Linked DNA regions of Anser cygnoides: all the other regions are linked to region 3. Evidence: chromatin contacts called from public Hi-C data. All regions are on one chromosome and are shown on one strand. The core of a region is the stretch at or near the end of the contact, and the rest is flanking DNA. Distances in the headings are between cores, read along the strand shown. Region 1 overlaps LOC136786547 (a long non-coding RNA gene). Region 2 overlaps MAPK1 (mitogen-activated protein kinase 1). Region 3 holds the start of PPIL2 (peptidylprolyl isomerase like 2).

Region 1 (3,008 bases), core at 71-2,570, 180 kb before region 3:
ATCTCTCTTCCCTCTCTCCTGCTGGGGATGGCTGTAATCCCCGGAGGAATGTGGCCCACAGGCCTCTGCAGGACCTGGGCGTGTGACTCCAGAGAGCCTGCGATGGGGAATGCAAAGCAGGAAAAAGCAATCTCGTGTCACCTGGCAGCACGGGGTGGGGGGGAGAGCTGGGGATCTGCGGGCTGCTCAGTGTGCTTGGCTCTCCAGTCGTCTCATCAGACAGAAAAATAGAGGCTAGACTTTTCGGCTGCATGTATTATTTCCCTATTCATTGTGTCTGGGTGATGTATTCTCTGCCTGTGGTTTTAATAAATGTCTTTCTAAGCTACTTTCTGCTTCAGTCCCCCTTGGGATAGCTCTTTCCAACTCAGCTGCATCAGTATGCTGAAGATGTTAAGTTGAACGTGTGGAACGGGAAAAAGGAGAACTTCCCATAGAGCATCTAAGGCAGCTTTAACTTTAATAATATCTCTATGAAGCTGTTGTATATTACAAACCTCACCTGAATTTTAAGTTGCACAAAGCTCTCTCAATCATATTAACTCCTCCTCCCTTTCCTTTTTGTATTTATATGTCCGCAGAGCACTCAAAAGCGTTTGCAAGGAGAATCCCAAACTACTGTTAGGACACAAACTTGTGCTGGGTTCTAATAAGGCCTTGCAGGTAGGATGTTGCTGTGTTTTAGAGCATCCTGAACATTTCAACAGGGACATAGGGGGAAAAAAATAAATCATTGTTCTGTGTTTGGAAACTAAGTTTTGTTCTATGTAGTAAGCACCCATCTTAACCCTGCTAGAGCAGAACAACACCCCTTTTCTAGCAGAAACCAGAGTTGTTGTTAATTAATGTCTTGCTGAAAACTAAGTCTTTGCCATCTGTTCCGCCCCCTCACTACGAATGCCACTCTCATTATGTTGATTATGTAATTAAAAATGAAAATATATTTTGGTAGAGTGCTGCATAGGCATCTGTGCTGATTCTTCTGTTCCTATTCACTGCCCCTGCCCCCAGCACATACAAAAAGGAAAAGACAACAATTGTTTGGCTCGCCAGGAGCTTTATGCTGAAGCTGTGGCACTGGCTGCCAGACTGGTGCACGTCATGGGAGCAGCCACTTGAACCCTGCTGTGTTTGAGCTGCGAGTCCTTCGGAAACCCTGGTTATTAGGTTCATGAGAAATCCGTGGCAGGAAGCTGCCCCTTAAACTGAAGCGGCTTTAAGTTCTTGTGATGGGTTAACTTGAATCCAGATCAAGAAAAGTGAAAAGAAAAAAGGCCTGGCTACTTTATAAGTGATAGCGTGACCTCTGAGATCAGCGAGGCTGCTCGTGTTACAAATATGGTCTATGTCTAAGGGTGGAGGAAGAGAAAAAGAGGAGGGGTAGCTTTCCTGTAAGTGGGTTAGAGCAATTACTGAGGTCTCTTACAGCAAATGAAGTTGTCAGTGTGAGTCACATTCCCTTTTTTTCCTCTCCCTGCCAAGTTTTAAGCAGTAACCAGACGGAGAAAAAAAAAAAAAAACAGGGAAAAGTAACAATGGAGAAAAGTTGAACTGAAACAACCCTTCATTCAGGGTATTGTTTGACATTTTAGTTCTGATTGTACATAGAGATAAAGGGTCTATAAATATCCTGTCTGCTGAAATTCCTTATCACAACATCGCCTGTCAGCTGAACAAATAGGTTAGGTTCTCCAAATACTACCTAATTACATATGTAAATACAAAATTACTGATTATATCCTTGCACCACGTGGAATGAAGGCCTGATCACTGGAAGGGACGTTAACCTTTTCTGTTTTGCTGGGAGATGCCCCAGTCTCAGGAGAGCAAACAGCAAGTACAGCTGTTGCTGCTGAATTGGTGCAAGCTCCAAGACCAGACTGAACGAAGCAACAAGATATTTATCTGGCTAACGAGACTAGATGAAAGCATCTTCTGATGCTTTTGAAACTATCTTAGCATTTAGTTCTGTTTAACAAATGGCTGGAAGCTTTTCTACTCTGCTTTAGAGCTTTTAATGAAGCATTGTGATTCCCATTGTGGTTGATTGTTTGACACTTTTATTATTACTGGTATGCATAGCGTTTTTTAATGTTTGACAGCTGGAGAAAGAAGTATTTTGTGCATTCAAACTTTTAGTACAAAGCTGCTGTTTTCCATTCTGCCTTTGTCTTTTATTCTTGCTGATGCAAATCAACGAAAGACAGAACTGATGAAATTACGTTTGTTTACTTTTTACTTGATAATAAGACACAGCCAGCCTTTTATAAAAGACAGAAATAGGGGATGTGAATGTTTCTACAGTATTTCTAGAAAGGTTTTTTTTCTTACAATATAAAGGCATTTATTTGTTTCATATGTTTTGATTTATAAGATAATGTGCACTTCCTAATGCATGTGGAATAAGAATGGAGCAATGAATGACAGTTAGCAATGGATTCCATTTGAAAAGCTCATAGCTTGTTGTTTTTCTTAATTCAACAGTATAAATGATCATAGCACATCACAAGATAAACACACCAAGATACCTCTGTCCTTCACAGTAGGACTGCCTCTGATCATTATTGCATATTTGTATATAGCTGTACAAAAAATCCACTCCATCAGCTTTGGCTTTATACACATGTAATTGATATTGGGTACTGGCTTTGATACATTGGTATGATATTGGAAAGAAACAATCACTGAGAGGCAGGGCTGCAGAAATCGGATACCCATGATTGTTTTGGTGAGTAATGCGCATGTCTTGTGGATTGTGTAATACTTCTTTTTTTTTTTTTTTTAAATGCTTGTCCTGAGAAAGAAGGCCTGCATTTATCTATCTGGTTTGTGAGTGTGCATGCAAGCAAAAAGGTCCTGGATTGGGAGTACATTTCTAGATGTCAGTAGCTGCAGCAGAAAGATTTTGGAAGGAGTAAAAGGCAAACAGGAGAGGAAGATGATGAATGGAAAGGAGGTAGTAAGAAAGGCACTATAAAACTGCTGTCATGATCACTGTTTCCTGCATT
Region 2 (2,700 bases), core at 71-2,570, 150 kb before region 3:
CAGCCCTTCGTCTCGGCCTTTGCTTTGCCGCTCCCTGCCAGCTCCCCGGCTGCGGCCGCACACGCCTGGGTCATGTCTTTGGAGGCTGCTCCGCCCTGGGCTCTGCGAGCAGGAAGCTGGAGTCCGAGTCGTAAAGCGATAAGTCGCTGGCGTTCAACCCGGGTGGCACGGCTTCCTGGCTTATGTGTGTGTGTCGTCCAGGTTGTACAGCTGCGTGAGATGAGTCAAAACTTAGTTACATATTTGCCAGATGCTTTTTACCAAGCACCAGGGCTTGTGTTGAGTTTTATATGGTTTCTTATAAAAGTATTTAGATACTGGTGCTATTGAGGGTTGTCAACAGGATAGTAGCCACAGCTTGAAATAGTAATAATGTTGTGTATGCTGGAGTTGGGCAGTTGCAAAATCTGTATTTAAGTTTATCGTGTTACAGATAAATAGCATCCACAGCTGTGGTTGCATCAGCTGGTGAAGCTGCATAGCACAGGGGGGATAAATCCTTCCTTTTGGATATGTAGTGTTAGTAACTAGGTTTGCTATCATGTGAATAACCCAGGGACTGCTGAAGTCCGATGCGCAGTGACTGGTATATGTTAAGGATTATAAACGGAAAGCTATACAGCAGCGCTTTGAAAGTTGTTAGTATGTGGACTGTTATTTTCACTTTACAGATCTTCTCTGGAAGAAAGTCTTGGTAACAGAAGGTTCATGTCTTCAGAAGGCAGTGCCATTTAACTGTTTCAATTAAAATATAAACACTTGTGAGGTTCAGTAGAAGCTGAATGTTTACACAGCTAGGTTAGGCTGTGCACACTGGAACAGCACTTCCAGAATGCAGATAATCTAAATTTAGAATGTGCTTGGATGGGATGTGTATGTGAAGCTACTCCTTTTTGGACTGTAGGGGGAGCTCAGGCGATTATTTGTCATAAAATTAGATCTCTAATGCTAGCTACGGCTAAGCAAGATGAATCCTATGTTAAGTGATAAGTAAGCTGTTTAATAAGTGCAGTGAGTTAGTGCACCAGGGTTTTGGATTTGCATCGCTTAGAGTCGTTGTTCCATGCCCTAGCGCTGCAAAGGGACTCAGTGTGTGAGCAACGTGTTCCTGCAGCAGTGCTCTGGAGAGTCGTGGGTGCTCCTGGTGGTGGTAGTAAAGGTCAGGTGCAGGTTGTGAGGAACAGGAAAAGCTTTGGGAGGTGGCTCAGTCTGACTTGCAGAGGACTCAGTTTTATTAGTTTAGTGTTTCCTATGTAGCAAAATAGGTATTTGGCCTATGAAATTGTATAACAATATGTCTGTGGCATGTGTGTGTGACAGGGAACGTGACTCTCCAGTTCTGTTGAAGTTCAGCCTAATATATAGGACAGGTACCACATCTTCCTTGTAAATGTCAGCAAATGTTGAAACAGTTAGTGGCCAAATTTTTTTCTCTAGTATTTTAGTGTCAGTATCTTCCGGGTCTTAGTGCACATGGCTCCTTGAAAGTGCACTGGTTTTTAAAGGATCACAGAGTTTACTCAAAGACGTATTTTCATTGAGGGCTGTGTCTCTGAGAATGTGAAATAATGCTAAATTTATAATATAGATTTCCTATGTGCCTGTATTATTCATGCTATTTAAATAGCTATGCACAGGCAAATGCATGGTTAGCTTCTTGCTCGCAGGAATTTGAGTCATGTTTCATATGTTTAATCAATTTACAAAAAATCTCTTGTTTGAGAAAGTTAACAGAAATAAATCCCTTTTAATGTTCAACTAGCTTTGGTTTTGCTCTCCTGAGCTGAGTGTTTGCAGTGGGAACAGTGATGTATGCTTAGCTACAGTAGTGTGGTGAGATCTTTTGATACGCACAGAAAAATGGCTGTATGCAGAATGTGCACTGGGGAGGAAATTGATTGCATCTTTACTGCAAATACTTTTTTCCACACTGAATCATGAGTTTCATGGTTGAACCATCTGAAAGCAAAATTGCCCATCATTTTTTAAATAATAGCCTAAAGCTTTTGCTAAGAAAATACTTCAAGAGCTGTAAGTGAAACTAAGCTACAAGAGAGCAAATCTTCAGTGTTTAATTGATAGATTCAGGTTCACTGCATCTGTGCAAGGAAAGATGACTGTTTTCTTCAGTAACCAACCTCTACTTGAGAAGCAGTAACTTAGACATTTATCCAATATTGCAAGGGGTTGGAGGCTTTTATTTAAGCAGCAGCATCAACTGGTAAATATTGGGCGTTTTGGAATATTGGGCATTCTGCTCTTCATAGCTGCTGCTGTCCAGTGCTTTAAAAGGAAGTGAGATTCTGCATTGTGGGAGAAAAAATAGGCTTCAGTCAGTACAAAGAAGAAGGTAGGAGGTTTGTTTGTTACAGTAAAATGATCTGTTACATTTTTATTTTTCCCAAATATGGGTTGCTCATGCTTAAGAAATATTTCTAGTTTTTTTTCCCAGTTTTTGACATACCTTGCTGGCATATTTTAAACACCTCAGGTGATTTACAAATTAAGAACTGATGAGGAAGTACTCTTGAAGGCTACACTGAGTTCCATTTATGGCATTTTCTTATTATCTGTTTTGGGACTTGTGAACTGCTAATGTGTTATCTATACATATGTAGTAACAACAGTCATAATTAATACTTGCTTGGTGTGTGGAATTCACAAGCGCCCTCCAGAGCACTGGAGTTTGTTGTTTCCAGA
Region 3 (2,700 bases), core at 19-2,518:
AAGAACACAGCTTCAGCAATAGCTCAGATGAACAGACTGGTCATTTAATAATGATAATGTAATTTTATTGCTTTACCTGCAGTGATCAAATGATATACGTCTGAAATTAGTTCGTGGATGGTCTGTTTATGAGAAACAAAACATGGGATTAATACAAAGTATTCCAGATAACAAAGAAACATTTGAAGTTACATTGTGCAATCTGTGTGGTAGCAATTTACCAATGACAAGAATAAATACACTAAATCCTGCAAACACGTAACTAAAATCAGATTCCTACTGTAGAGCACAAATATGCTCCTCCACAGAAATAACACAATCAGAATAAAGTGAACAGAGCTCTGACAGACTGACAGCACTGAATTTAAATTTGATGATTAATTTGTAAGTGCCTTCATGCTCTGCCCTACCGGTAGATGCAGAACTTACTTAAGGCAAGGATAGTTCATCTAGGCATCACGCCTCAAATTTCAGCAGTTTTCACGCTGATCAGTGTCACCAATTTTAGGACCCCAAGTTACAAGGCTCAGCAGTTCAAAAGCCAATTCAGGAAGAGCTCAGACATCCCTGTAGCACCTGTAGGATGCTGTGCTCGAGATCATTTCACCAGGCACCCTGAGTTACGTGACCCCATGCGAGAGCCCTCCCACCACTGGTCAAGCGAAGCAAGGGACAGCATTTAGAGAAGGAACTCTGCGGAGCTCCAGGAAAGAGGAGACTGGAAATTTGAGTGCAAGCGTGGAGACAAGGCCGAAAGGAGCAGGAGGGCAGCCCGGGGGTGTCTGAGGAGAGCAACCTGGGGGTGTCTGAGGAGGGCAGCCCCAGCCCCGGCGGTCAGCGCGGCGCAGGGCCGCTCGTAGCCCGGCGATGAGCAGCAGCAGGCCCCCAGCCGGGGCAGCAGGGCCGCGAGGAGGCGCCGAGCACTCACCTGCCTTCTTGCCGCCGTAGAACTGCGTGTACTCGGCGCAGGTGATGTACCTGCGGGCAGAGCGGGGTCACCACACGGCGCCGGCCGGCCGCCCCCACGGCACCCGGCCGCCCCCCGCGCCCCCCGGCCGTTGCCCCCGCCCGGCCGCCCGCCGCCCCCCTCCCCGCTGCCCCCCGCCCCACTCACATCTTGTCCTTCTGGTGCTGCCGCTTCCCCATGGCTGCGGCTCGGCCCAGAGGCCCCGACCGCCGCCAGCACCCGCACGGCTGAGGCCGCGGCGCCTTTCCGGGGCGGGTGCGGCGGCGAAGGGCCCCCGCCGGGAAACGCGGGCGGCGAGCGGTGTTCCGGGGCCGGCCCGAGGCGAGGCGGAGGAGCGGGAGAGCCTCGAGGGGCGGCCGCGGGGAACGAAGTGGCAGCCGCTGGCCCTGCCGGGGCCGGGGGGCTGCTGGCGGGCCTGCTGCCCCTCAGGGACACGGCGCCACCCGCTCGGGAAAGCCAGGCCTCAGGCACGGCTGAAGGCGTGCGGGGCTGAGGGAGGGCAACTCCCGCTCTTCACAGTCAGCCTGGTGGCTGATTCCACAGAAAAAGTAAAAAATAAAACCATTGTGCGTTTCAACTGGTCCACATCAGACTTCAGTTCCTCCCCCCTACACACACAGAACTGATTCCAGTTCAGCAAAGTGTCCAAATTAACTGGGAGAGCAGGTTTGTTTCTGCAGATGCACAGGCCTCCCTTCCAAAAAAGCCCAGTTCAAAAGCATGTAGCTGAAAATGGAAAAACGTAGCTTAAGACAACACTACCACCTGTACTATTGAACTTCTGGGACCAGAGGTCAAGGAAACCGGGGCGGCTCTCCCTAGTCGGAGGGTTTTGTTACCCTAAGGAACACATCTCTCCCTCCTAGGATCCAGACAACGAGGTAACTGCAGGGACACCTATCAGAACAGTCAGTCCTCATCAGCCAAAATCCACAGCAGTGCAGCTATTCCTTGTCATTGCTGCCTGGCATTCCTCACAAGGGTGAAGGAGATCAATTGTTTCTGCTAGAAGTTGCTGTACATGGCATGCACTACACCCCTGTAACAAAGGGGTAATTTTAAAATACAAAATACTGATTTCAATAATAATTTTCTTACTCAGAGACACTCCAACTAAGGCAGTAAACTGGGACACACCTAAATAGTTAGGTCCTGGCAATAACTGAAGACATACACTTGCTTCTTTCCCAGCACCAAGCATACTTCTGGGAAGAAAACAAGTTGACTGACTTGGTTTCAGTGCAATTCAAAAACCACTCCACAAGTGAACTGCTGGCAGGGCAGCAGCACTATTTTGTTATTATGGAATGCTGCACAAGGAACATTGCCATAACTGGATGAAGTTCATCTCTTCTTGCAGTACTGACTTCTTTCAGCAGTGGTTAAGGGAGACCTTTTTACTTTGGGTTGCCTAAGATAATGAGAACTCCCCACACAGCTCCTGCCCCTTCAGAGGAGATGTGGCTTTAGGATGTAGCTGCTCTAGCGTGATCACAAATACTTGTCTGATCATGCTTTTAGAGTAAAGATCACCCAGACTATATTATGTATTTCTAGATATGTTAACATGATTCAGCTTCTGTTGACATTTCTGGAGATGCCATTTGTAATAACAATTCAAGGCCACATTTGTGTTTTTTTTTGTTTTTTAAACCAATGCAGTGTTCATTTATTTTTGTACATACAAAAAGAGCCATCCCATTATATCCCTCCCCCTCCCCAAAAATGCCTTT

What was found. A called contact is a pair of places that touch in the nucleus more often than the background predicts.
Region 1: a Hi-C map of liver shows a contact between it and region 3, with 3 times the contacts expected there. The contact joins the enhancer-like site here to the promoter of PPIL2 in region 3. A contact is called at or near these places in 2 of 7 Hi-C or Micro-C datasets (both in liver).
Region 2: a contact with region 3 is called in a Hi-C map of liver, with 1.7 times the contacts expected there. The contact joins the enhancer-like site here to the promoter of PPIL2 in region 3. A contact is called at or near these places in 3 of 7 Hi-C or Micro-C datasets (granulosa cells and liver).

The regions. Positions count from the first base shown.
Region 1 is chr17:9,266,788-9,269,795 of Taihu_goose_T2T_genome, reverse strand. LOC136786547 (a long non-coding RNA gene) reads left to right here. Exons shown (of 5, transcript XR_010825503.1): 4 at 582-663. Among named protein-coding and RNA genes, the nearest start is that of MAPK1, 9.8 kb to the right of the region's middle. Within about 2 kb of position 1,320, at least 2 of the 3 cell types and tissues checked have open chromatin away from gene starts, as enhancers often do. A contact at or near this core is called in liver, where this site is marked.
Region 2 is chr17:9,243,116-9,245,815 of Taihu_goose_T2T_genome, reverse strand. All of the region lies in intron 1 of MAPK1 (mitogen-activated protein kinase 1), which reads left to right. It overlaps LOC106031264 (a long non-coding RNA gene), which reads right to left. Exons shown (of 4, transcript XR_010825580.1): 4 at 2,028-2,303. Among named protein-coding and RNA genes, the nearest start is that of MAPK1, 14 kb to the left of the region's middle. Within about 2 kb of position 1,320, at least 2 of the 3 cell types and tissues checked have open chromatin away from gene starts, as enhancers often do. A contact at or near this core is called in liver, where this site is marked.
Region 3 is chr17:9,091,559-9,094,258 of Taihu_goose_T2T_genome, reverse strand. It overlaps PPIL2 (peptidylprolyl isomerase like 2), which reads right to left and starts at 1,268. Exons shown (of 20, transcript XM_048063659.2): 1 at 1,115-1,268; 2 at 929-978; 3 at 77-122. The coding sequence starts at 1,146.